Regions from separate parts of the Zea mays genome. Here region 1 is linked to region 2. The links are chromatin contacts, called in public Hi-C maps. All regions are on one chromosome and are shown on one strand. Each heading gives the region's core, a stretch centred on a gene start, on an enhancer-like site or on the middle of the called end of the contact. The rest is flanking DNA. Distances are from core to core; before and after follow the strand shown. Region 1 has its middle 85 kb from the start of LOC118472006. Region 2 holds the start of LOC100193537 (nramp aluminum transporter1).

Region 1 (3,054 bases), core at 382-2,881, 510 kb after region 2:
CTTCGTCCGAAGATCATTATATCCTTAGGAAAATAATGCTTCGAATGACGAAAGTCATTAACCATTAATCTATTTTTATGTTGACTTGTTCTTAATTCATAGCAATTGAGAACAAGTCCCCAACAGTCCACTACTTGTCTCATTTAGCAAAACCATAATGGAGCTTCGAGAGGCAAGGTCAAAAGTTTGAATTCTCAAGAACGCACACACACATTCTAACATGTGACTAGCGATCATGCAGTAGCTTCTTGGGCATGAAAAAAAAAATCCTACAACTTGTCATAGTTTTCCTTTTTCTATTATTTAAAAAATGGAGAGATGCTTGCTTTTGTCGATTGTCCATGTAAATGTCTTTTTTTCTAGAATATTTAACATAGGAGCGCGCGGGTTCAAAAAACCACCCTTGAAAATGCATCAGAAAAATCACTCTTAGGGCCCGTTTGTTTCCTTTCATTTCGAGGAATTAAAATCTTACTAATAGAATAGACTATTTTTTTAGAATATGACATTCCACCACTTTCCAAAGTTATCATATAAGCCTATCTCAAATTCATGGGGTGAGAGATGTAAATTGATTCTATAGATTTACATGCTAATTTTCCGATGTACAACTTATAGCACACTCTTTTACTTGCGCCTCTCTAACATAAATGTACTATATAACTATCTCTCTCATAGGATAATATACAAATATATTACATATATAAATATATAAACTTAATTAGTTTTATCTAAATTATAATTATTAAAATAGAATTCAATTCCAACGAAACAAACGGGCCCTTATAGTATTTTTCCCTTATAAAGAAGAGATACACCTAAAGACTTAAAAGGAGTTCTCGTAGAAGGAAGGAGGATGGCATGGGGGCTCTTGCTCAAGAAAATAAATAGTGAAAACCACAATACTATAGGTGGAAACATGCATGAAACTAGTTTAAAAATAAATTTCGTAACTTGGAAATTTTCAAAACTTGACATATGTAGGAGGCCTAGGAGCTCATTTCCTATATATCAAGAAGTTACGATGCAAAGTCATTTTTGAGAAACTCGTATGTAAATAATAAAATTCAAGTGCATGTACACTAGAAGACAAAAATCCAGCCTTTTGTCTTGTAGTGCACATGCAATTCAATTTTGTGATTTTTGTATGAATGTTTTTTTTTTTAAAAAATGAGTTTATATTCTAACTTTTGCAAGTGACTGCTAGGTATATATAGCTAGATTTACTACGTAACTGTCATTTTAAAAAAATAGATTACAAGAGTATTCTTCAAATCTAGTGTTCATGTTTTCCGGCTAGTAGGTGTTTTCCACCGCATATTTTGTCATCTATATCTTGCTCATTGGGTCACGCGTACAATTGACGTTATATAATGCAGTAATGCACTGGTTTAGTCATAGGTAATGAACTGACGCACTATCACTGACACTGAGGAGCCGCAGAGATTCGGCAGTTGCGCTAGATTGGCTGGACGCAGCAGAGATGACGGTGAGTTAGGCTGGTGATGACACAACACAAGGCTCCATTGGCAGTTTGGAACGCATGGCACTGGCAGAGTATGGCACGGACCCGTGGACACTTGGGCAGAGGCCGAAGCAGACGAGACGACACACCTCGTTACGGCGGGCCCACAGTGTCAGCGTGGCTCGAGATACCATCACGTGGGCAAATCCATCATCAACCAAGGGATAGTACAGACGGGGCGCCCTTTCCTAGCGTATTTCCAGTACGATTCCTTCCTCTTTTAGGCGACGCACAGGTTCTGGCCTCGTCTAGATCGAGCATCGATGCGCTCGGGGGATGGCGAGCAATCGGCCCCTCGTCGGGAGCGTGCGTGCCGTGCATCTATTCCCGTACGTGGAAGAGAGGAATAAAGGGCCAGCGGTGAAAAAGGGGAGGCCGGAGTGCCGGACCGGGAGAGCCGTCAATGCATGCAGTTCGCCGCTCACTTTGAAAAGCGGCAGCAGACTGCTTGGTTCCTTTTACCTCTTCTTCCTTTCCGCCACAGAGTACGGCCGGCCGGCGCCATTTGCGTACTTTGACCGAAATACAGGTACGTAGAGAGCTAGAGCACACACTGCTGCTGCTCACCTCTTCCTGTCCTAGTAGCAGCTAGTAACCCTGTGGCACGTATTAACAATCCCAAGCAACCCTGTGGCACGTATTGTAATCACCGATGATGATTTTGCAGTTTAGTTTCCATCAAGCTAATAAACAGGTAGTCTTTGAGAAGCTGCAGGACAAGACAGTTGGCCACTTGGTATTGACAACATGACAAGACAGTTGGGTCTGGCACTGCTAGCTCCATCAGCAAGGAGAACTAAAAAGCTAAGGGGGTGTTTGGTTTAAGGAATCACTATATCCAAATTGAGGTGGTGCATTATAGGTTGATTCCTCAAATTTGGTGGGATGACCACATTCCTCATATTAGTACTAACTAACTAACTATGAGGAATGAGGTGGTGATGGATTAACTCATTCCATTCCACAAACCAAACAAAAATAGTGAGGAGTGAGAAGATGATGGACTAGCTCATTCCTCAAACCAAACACCCTATAAGGGCTTGTTCGGTTATTCCCAATACACATGGATTGGATGGGATTGGAAAAAATTGTGAAGACGTTTGACTTGTCTGGGATTCAAACTCATCCAATCCCACTCAATCCACATGGATTGAGAGCTAACCGAACAAGCCCTAATTGTTCCTCATCCTCCAATATGATGAGGTGGAACCGTTTTCGTTTGGAGAGGATATGCAAACCAAAAAAAGAAAATTGTTGTGGGCGGGCGGACAAATGGAGCGGCCTGCGAAACGAGAGTCAATGCTGTTAGGTGGGCGCACGCACACGTATGGGCATACGTGTGTGACGCAGCAATAGTAGACGCAAGTGTAACTCTGAAGCTTCATCCATCCACGGTTTCGTTACCAGTTGTGTGGTTGTTGTGGATCTCATCTCACGCCCCGGGTCGGGTTCATTCGGACGCATCATGGTCCTTTCTCTTCGCCAGTTTCCATTAATTTGGAGAAGGCGTAAACTAGCTAGGCCCCGTC
Region 2 (3,285 bases), core at 241-2,740:
CTGGTAACTTTTTTGTGGATTTGAATTCCACATAACGAGAGCCTTTGCATAGAATTTCATAAAATTAAGGAGATGTTTGAATGCAATAAAGCTAATAATTAGTGATTAAAATTAGGTAGAGACATCTAAACACTTTAGCTAATATTTTAGCTATTAACTATTTTTAGTAAATTAGCTACTAGTTAGCTAACTATTTGTTAGCTTGCTAATTCTACTAACAACTTTTTAGCTAACTAACTATTATCTCTAGTGTATAGAAACACCTTCTTTATATATTACAGCGTCGGTGGATGAATCACGAGCTGGTGGCCGTGGCGGTGCCGTGTGCCACGTGCCCGGGTATGCTGGCAGAGAAACACGGTGGACTCGGTCACCGAGGTGGGCAGTCAGCATTGGACTCATCTGTCATCTCCGGGCAAAACGTGCTCCATCAACCATCGCAGGCTCGCAGCCTAGGAAAAATTAACTTTTTTGCTATATAAATAAAACTTCGTTAGTGAGTGAGTTGTATGATTAACTATACGTTTGGTTGAGGAGGCAGTTCCATTTCGGTTTCTAGGAATTAAGACATTTTATTCTGTGTTTGACGAGCAGAACAAAACCGCTTCATTTTTGTTTGGTTGAAAAGTAGAATAGAGTGAAGCCGTTTCGTTCGTTGTTTGATTGGAGAGCCATATAAATGTAGAGTGGAGGAGAGGGAGAAGAGCGCTCGCGTCCGTGAGAGAGCTCGCATCCGATTGTTTTGGTGGAGCGAGAGCATCCCAAATATTTGCCATATATAGATTTCAGGAGCCGCTCCGCTCTCCTCCATTGGAAACCAAACATCAAAAAAATAAGAATGGAGCCGTTCCATTTCTCTCCGCTCCTCAACCAAACACATCAGCAGTGTTCGGTTAATTCCGTTATCCATGAATTGGATGAGATTAAAAAAATTAAGAAGAAATTTAACTTTTTTGGATTTAAATTCACCCAATCCCACATAATTCGCATGGATTGAGAACTAACCGAACAGACCTAACGGGACGTTTGGATCCCTTCATTTAGAGGAATTGGAATTCACTCAATAAAGTAACTTATTTAGTTTGGAATTTGACATTCCACCACTTTCTAAAGTTAATATATAAGCCTATCTCAAATTAATGGGATGGAGGGTGAGAAATGATTTTATGCATGACTAGAATTGGTTTCTAATCTATAACTTACATGACACTCTTCGTCTCACTCCCTTATAGTAAAAATATAGCACATAAATATTTTCGACATCTTGCTAATAATATTATATAAATATATTTTGTATAAAATCGAATTAGCTTAATTGATATATGACTAAATTACTGTTATTAGAATGTAATTCAATTTCAATAATCCAAACGGGAAGTAAGTGAATTTTGTAAAAATGACAAAAAGGAAGAGTCCCGCAGCGCACAACGGCCGCACAAGCAAAGGCGGGGGAGAGAGCTCCGTGCAGTCACCGTCGTGTTCGGAACGAGCGAGAGAGCGGGAGACGAGTCGCGGCGCCTCTGCTGTGCTGTCTTCTTCTCCCCCTCTGCTCTGCTTCGGCTCCTCACGCGGCCTCGCCGAGACCCGCAGGTACGCCTTCGGCCTTCCCATTGGGACTCCTCCGTGACTCCGTCTCCCTGGGGTCACGGGTCCGCGCCGCCTCAGATCCGGGCAACCCGTTGCGACACCGCCTTGGTGCGGCTGCGGTGGTGGGCAGTTCCGTGGTACTGCGGCAGGCACGCCAAAGACAGTTTCTCTTTTCTTTCTTCCCTGCTGCCCATGGCGGCGGCCGGGCGGAGAAAGATTGAACTCTTGACTCTTCTCACTGCCATAGCAGATGTATGCACGCACGCAAACGTTCCTTTCGGTTGCGTCAGTAGCCTGTAAGCTTGGCTGCTCGGCTCTGTGATCTTCGTTCCTCCTCTTTCGGGCAACCAGGTTCAATCTAATTTCGATTTGGTAGCTAACTTTTTCAGCAAGTGGTTGTTAGGTGTTGTTGCATTTGTGGTGTCCGAGATTGATTGGTAACCACACGCCACTTGCGAGCGACCCTTTTTGACTGTTTTAGTTTCTCCCTTCGCATGCGCCTGTGTCCGTAGGATTCTGTTGCGTCGATTAGCTTAGGTATGGGGAAAAGGTCGAGCCTTGCATTTCAATACTACGTGCTGTCATTTCTATATTCCTGATGCTCCGCTGCTGATCACACGCTCAACTGCCTTTAGCTCTAGACCGCTCAATCTGCTCTGGGGAATATTTCATCATGTGTAAAGTAGGTGCCCGGCGTCGTCCCATTTGCTGGATCAAGTTAGGTTCAAAAAAATTGAAATTACTACTTTTCCGGTTTCCAAACACATACAGTGATCTCCACTTTGTCTTCGATGCACTGTGCTCTGGTCGCTCGTTTATCTTATCTTCGCCTGCCTGTGGCCTGTGGTGGTACTGATTCGTGCTATCCTACTGGAGAATTTGTCAAACCCCCGCTAGGCATATTTTTCAAACTCACGGCACAAAGCTAGCGTCACTTGGAAGAGTACCTATATAAATAACACCCCCTTGCTGCCTTGTGCTTGCAGAACAGGGGGTTCAGACTTCTTGGTGAGAGCGATATGAGTGTCCCAGGTCAATGCTCATCCCAGCCACAATTTATCACCAGCGTTGGGAGGAGTAACCGCTCCAATGGCCCCGGCACTCCTCTTATCGAAAGCATAGATGTTGATCAAATTGTTATTCCAGAGGTATGCTATACTTTTGATAGCCCGTGCTTGATTTTGGAAAAGAACAAGATGTCTCCGTGACAGCTAACATATAAGCTTAATTGTTAGTCTCGCTCTTTCTTTCTCAAGATAATCTTCCTCTGAATATGTTGTCGTGATGTGTGCCATCTGAAGTTTCAAACTTGATGCGCCATAGTGTAGAAAGAATGATGAACTGAACATTAGCTTTTATCGAGAAATAGAAGGAATAGTCAACAAGTGAATAGGAAACAATGATATACTTAGATTGCTCTACTAACTTTTGTATCTCCAGATCTTATGCCTTCATAATGATGAGAAACTAACTATTGCCTGACATATCACTTTGACAGAAAAACAGTTGGAAGAACTTATTCTCATACATAGGGCCTGGATTTCTCGTCTCAATTGCATATATTGATCCTGGAAACTGTAAGATTAACGGATTCACTTTTCTTCGATTCTCATTGAGTATTTCCCTTCCATCTATTGTGTATTCTTCACAAATTTTTTGGTGTGTCTTGCAGTTGAGACGGATCTACAGGCTGGAGCA

What was found. A called contact is a pair of places that touch in the nucleus more often than the background predicts.
Region 1: a Hi-C map of bundle sheath shows a contact between it and region 2, with 4 times the contacts expected there. The contact joins the enhancer-like site here to the promoter of LOC100193537 in region 2. A contact is called at or near these places in 11 of 25 Hi-C or Micro-C datasets (bundle sheath, ear, endosperm and 3 more) and 1 of 3 datasets of contacts at active chromatin or transcription factors (leaf).

Annotation. Positions count from the first base shown.
Region 1 is chr5:45,156,935-45,159,988 of Zm-B73-REFERENCE-NAM-5.0, forward strand. No RefSeq gene overlaps it. Among protein-coding and RNA genes, the nearest start is that of LOC118472006, 85 kb to the left of the region's middle. Within about 2 kb of position 1,632, at least 17 of the 20 cell types and tissues checked have an H3K27ac peak or open chromatin away from gene starts, as enhancers often do. A contact at or near this core is called in bundle sheath, ear, endosperm and 2 more, where this site is marked.
Region 2 is chr5:44,648,094-44,651,378 of Zm-B73-REFERENCE-NAM-5.0, forward strand. LOC100193537 (nramp aluminum transporter1) reads left to right here and starts at 1,491. Exons shown (of 14, transcript NM_001138648.1): 1 at 1,491-1,590; 2 at 2,574-2,735; 3 at 3,086-3,164; 4 at 3,260-3,285. The coding sequence starts at 2,607.